Regions from separate parts of the Danio rerio genome. Here region 2 is linked to region 1. A link is a contact called in public HiChIP or PLAC-seq data. All regions are on one chromosome and are shown on one strand. Each heading gives the region's core, a stretch centred on a gene start, on an enhancer-like site or on the middle of the called end of the contact. The rest is flanking DNA. Distances are from core to core; before and after follow the strand shown. Region 1 holds the start of atpsckmt (fATP synthase c subunit lysine N-methyltransferase). Region 2 holds the start of tcea1 (transcription elongation factor A (SII), 1).

Evidence for each region. HiChIP or PLAC-seq counts read pairs in DNA pulled down with a chosen protein or histone mark.
Region 2: a contact with region 1 is called in an H3K4me3 HiChIP or PLAC-seq map of embryo, with 4 times the contacts expected there. The contact joins the promoter of tcea1 here to the promoter of atpsckmt in region 1. A contact is called at or near these places in 2 of 4 datasets of contacts at active chromatin or transcription factors (embryo and gastrula embryo).

What each region holds. Positions count from the first base shown.
Region 1 is chr2:33,439,271-33,442,010 of GRCz12tu, reverse strand. atpsckmt (fATP synthase c subunit lysine N-methyltransferase) reads right to left here and starts at 1,374. Exons shown (of 4, transcript NM_001291706.1): 1 at 830-1,374; 2 at 581-718. The coding sequence starts at 1,111.
Region 2 is chr2:33,698,734-33,701,473 of GRCz12tu, reverse strand. It overlaps tcea1 (transcription elongation factor A (SII), 1), which reads right to left and starts at 1,318. Exons shown (of 10, transcript NM_199994.2): 1 at 1,120-1,318; 2 at 225-287; 3 at 30-135. The coding sequence starts at 1,194. LOC101882676 reads left to right here and starts at 1,630. Exons shown (of 3, transcript XR_012392620.1): 1 at 1,630-1,693.

The sequences.
Region 1 (2,740 bases), core at 125-2,624:
CATGTTTTCGTAAATTGTTTGCATAGTGGGAAAATGCAGCGCCTTTTTTATACGTGTATGCGTTGTGAAGATTTGAAGCACATGTGCTGTCAAATGGATGAAGATATTTTACTAATTCAGTGGCATCTTTTGTAATTGCATGTGTTTTCTTGAACTGCAGCACGTTAAGCTCTATCTGCCACCATACTCGAGACACCATGGCTTTTGTGCATACAGCTATGGCAAAATTAAAAAACCACTAGAAATTGATTTCACTGGATTTTCCCTGTGTATTAATTATAGTTTATAACAGATATGGTATATAAAGATCAAAAAGTTTCTTTGAAATTTCAATTAAAAAAAAAAGCATTGTAATTTGGATAATTTATATTTGAAAATGACAATAAATTATTTTAGTACTACTGTATATCACTACTATTATTATGTACCTGACTGATTTCATTGGTGGTACAATATAAAAACCAGGGTTGTTCCAATGAATATTGACTTTTTAAAATTCTTAAGTATCATGTTGTCTTAATATAAATACAAATATAAATAAAATGAGTCTGCAAAAATGCTACGACTGACCAGTTCTCACCTTCCAAAGGTCTGAAATATAAAAAGATGTGGTGTGATGAACACCTTCCCTCCAGGCTTTGTAACGGGAGTACCACACCAGCCATGGGTTCAGTTCAAAGCCAACTGCCTTAAAGCCTCGTTTTGCAGCAGCAATCACCTTCACCAAAACAGACACAAGAAAACCAGCTTTTAGGACTGTGATGTTTATAAGGCACTGTATGTAGATGCACAACATCTAAATGAAAAAAGTCAAAATCAAGAAACTCACTATCCGTCCATCTCCGCTTCCGATATCCACCAGGGACCCTGATCTACCTTTTAAAACACTGAAAACATTTTCTAACTGTGTCCCGGTTGCGGGTACGAACGGAAGACAAACTTTCCTCAGTGCTGGTGCAACAAACGGACCGGTCACCGCATACAGAGCCACCAACGAGCCTCCCACGACACAAGTTGCAATAATACCCAGTCGTTTTTTAAAAGAACCTTCACCGGATGATCCATGCTTATAAGAGTCTGTGGACAAATCTGATTCTGTCATCTCAGACATGCTGGAATGAAAACCAGCAGTGACCTCCTCACTGAATGCACGCAGCTTTTTATACAGTTGTAATTAAAGCGGTCACACGAGTAAACAGCAAATCATTGTACTGATTTAATGGTGCAATCATGGCAATATACAAATTAATATATGGTCTATTTATTGCACTGATATTTTTAAAACTACCACAAAACGTCAACGGGTTTTTGACGAGACGATAGACATGTGAATCGGTGCACCTCGCTTTCGGTCCGACGACAGGATAAAAGAGCGACATTAGTTCCGCTTTCTGTGTCACTTATACAACAAGTATTAATTGATAAGAACATGACGAGACTTACAGATATATAACAAACATTGCTTCAATATTTTTAGGATTTTTTCTTTATTTGAATTCCTATAATACTTTAAAAGGAAAAACAGCTGTAACTATTTTGATGTTCCAGAGGGAGGCACTATTGTGCAAATGTAACTCTAAATGGCAAGCCATAGTAGTTTTAAATCATGTTTGTGTTTGCTATTGTACACAACATAAAAACATGATAAATTAATATAACATGCATGTATGAATGTCTGTGTGCCTCTATGTATGTGTTTTTATTGTTTACATCTTTCTTTAATGAATTATATAATATAATATAATAAATATAATAAATATAATAAATATAATATAATATAATATAATATAATATAATATAATGTAATATAGTTTTAATGAACCTGGCCATCGGGAAGGAGGCGAAGAACGACAAACTTTTAAATAATTTATTAATGAAAAATAAATCAAACAGAAGGCAGCTTCTCATGGAGACTGCCACCAAACTGAAATCAAAAGCAAACAAACAAAATATCCAGGCCTAGTCCTCTCTCGTCTTCCACTGCTGTCTCTCCTCATTTTATGATCAAGAGCTTCTCCGTGGGACTAGAGTCTGGTGCCTGAAATCACTCAAGCACCGACCTCGCTTTGTTCCCATGGCTCTCGACCTCCTCGCCCTACTCGCTACAATAATATAATGACATAATATAATAATGTCAATACAGTTTACTGTCTGTTATACATTGTCCAACATCCATTTTTTCTATCCTGCGTTCTGAAATGATTCCTCACAGCAAACATAATCAATCTGTAGCGTCAATTTTGCACTTAGCATGTCACAATAATATTTTAGTATTTATTTTTGTTAATGATATTTTATGTATGATATTTTTGTTCGAAAATAAATAAATCAAATCAAAATCAAATCAAAAATCAAATCAAATAAGAAAGACAAAAACTGTATTGACATCATCGGAGGAATAATCTGATCTCAAAAGCCATAAGTGGCTGTCTGTGAACACGTCAAACCAATGATCGCAGATCACAGATTTTAGCCTAGGATGTCAGGAATCTTCCCAAATTTGTCTCAGATGACAAACTTGTAGCTGAAATCTCAAAAAAAATTCTTTTTAAATTGAAGCAGCTACTTGCCACCGAAATATCAGTAAGCTTCATTTGGCAGCAGAAGGCAAAAGGGTAGAAGCACTGTGCTGTTACTGGATGATGCTGTTAAAATAAAACATTCTACTGAGTTCAAACTCTACAGCAGCTTTCATTGGTCAAAAAGTACCCAGCTGACATGTAAACCAACCAATCACAGT
Region 2 (2,740 bases), core at 69-2,568, 260 kb before region 1:
TTTTTTCTTAAACATTTGTCTTTTCTTACCCAGCAACTTCTTCCAGGACTTGATCAAAGACTTGGCCAGTGAGGTCACTTCGTCATCTGTGCTCTGTTTGCGGATGGCATTGACTGACATCCCGATTCTCGTGGACTATTTATAAGAATGCAAAGAAAATTTCTTATTATAAAATGTAATTGTCGAGTGATGAAGCACGAATGATGTGAAGAGAGGAAACGTACCTGCAGTAGTTCCAGGGTCATGGGTATATTCTTTAGTTCCTTTAATAAGTCCAGAGCACCAACCTTCAAAAAAACAAACAAAGATTTGGTAAAATGTAACTCAATATAATAGTTTAACATGCACATTAAAAAGTATGAACATTTATAGCATAACAGAAAAGTAATTTAGTACACATTATTTACAATAAAAATCATTAGATTATTCACAATGGTCCCAATAAAGAATAAAAAGAAGGAAAATAAGAGGAAAATAAAACAACAGAAATCAAACAAAAAACAAAGAAATATCAATAGGCTATCTGATCTGAGGATAGAAATAGAAAAGATAAAAAAATATTAAAAGTGTATAGGGCAAAATAAGAAGATAACAGCGATTTGGAGATTTTCTAGATTATACATTTTGTCGTGCAAATTGTAGCATGAGCACTTCAATAACACGCGCGTGTTTACAGTGACGTCAACAGCAGCCACTTTGTAGCCAAACTTCTGCTAATTAGCATCACTTTAACTCACTTCTACACAACAATTAGTTTTTAGAAATTGTGGTTTCATATGTTTTATTATAATAAAGTAAGAGACTAATGTCTTGTTTGTTTTGAGATGAAATCAGTTGCATTACTGCCTCCCGCTGACTGACCCCGTGCATTTATCCGCGCTAACAGCAGCTAATGTTGCTAACTGCTCTGCTAGGTGATCAAATTATTAAAACAATAAACTGAACCACTATACACAAAGCTCGTTTGACATTTGGCCACAAAAGCTATTACAAAATAGATCCCTATGATCGATGTGCATTATGAAATAGGCGCTTCTCAATGAATGTAACTGTTAGCTTGTTATGTATCAATGTAGCCTCGTCCGAGACAGGGAATTCATTCATGACAAAACACCTCACCCCGTTCTTTTTCTGTGCCATTTTATCCATCTTCTTCGCGATCCGGATGATCTCTTCTTCTTCCTTTTTGCCCATTGTTTATGTTTTATGGCAGATTTTCAAATTAAACGTAGTATAAATGTTTAAAAAAACGTAAAACACCCCGCGAACACACCACTCCACCGGCGGCGACCGTAGCAGCTCTGATAGGAAGGCGTGTCTATGAAAAGCCCTCAGACATCACTAATCAACCCATTGAAACGCGCTTTGATTGAATCGATGTAAAGTCCAGGCAACATTAATCAAAAATATCCAGCGCGCCTCACTTGAGAAGCGATTCAAATTAATGAATAATTTCATACAGGGAATTATTGAACGACAAACAAATATATGAGCCGAAAGATACACACAATACTAGTAAAAACGATGAGCCCTTGGATAGTATACAGCAATTTGTGCTGTGATTTTGATTAAAAACGGTCTGGTCTGTGAGCGACCAGCAATTTGTACATGCAACACTAGGGCGCGCTCGTGCTCGATTTACAATGAAACAGATTGACAACAAAACGACACGGTTTTGATGTCTGGTGAGGTGGTAATGTACTCATGTTTTCTTCTGCTTTCAGTAAATTGTTTTTCTAAATAATTAGGTGAACTTATTTTCGTGCATAGAAGTTTTGATGCCATGGGATGTCTGTGAATTGGTTGTCCGACTAACCAGAATTTAATGTGTAATTATAAAATTGAAAAACTGACAATGAAACTAAAATTTTCACCAACAAGTGCTAACGACATGGAAGCTTATTTAATCACAACTTCTCTCCACAACGTTTTCTTATTGGGAATATTGCCAATATCTTGTAAACGAAACAAATCACTATTCTTTCACAATTTGTTTAACTATGGACTATATTAGTTAATAAATCATTTAATAAAGGAACATTATTTACATTTACAGAATTTATCGCAAGATAGAAAATTCCTATTACATTACATGAAATGTAATTTATGATACTAACGGTAAATACCTGGTATACATATGCTGTACAAAAGCAGTGTATGTACACGAGCGGTTTCTGTTTGTCCTCCTAGACCTAAACAGACCTCAGTCGGTTTTATCTGTTACTCTGGATTTAAGCCTAATAATCCCAAAATTAGACCTTTGGCCTAAAAGAAAAAATGTCTAGACCATATGTTTTTTTTTTTTTTTTTTTTTTTTTTTTTGCTGGAACAATATATTTAATATTGTAAACTGGACTCAAGTACCTAAATCTTTTTTGTTATTACAAATAAGGCTAAAGAAATATCATTTAAATTACTTCATAGAGTTTATTCTACAAAAAATATATAAATATTTCTACAAAATTTGAAATTGATATTCAGTTAGAGTGCTGTTTTTGTGAAAGCTTTAATGAAACTATTTCACATTTGTTTTGGTCTTGCTAAAATACTCGGCTTAATGTTGAAGCTTTTATTGCTCAAAATATTTTAAAATCATTTTTCTTATCTTATAAATATGTGATTTTGGGTAATATTGTTAAGGATCGCTCTTTAAATTATGCTGGTTTAATTATAAACTTTATTTTATTATTATGTAAATTTGACATATAAATCCGTTTCCCAATTGCAAACCTGTCTTCAT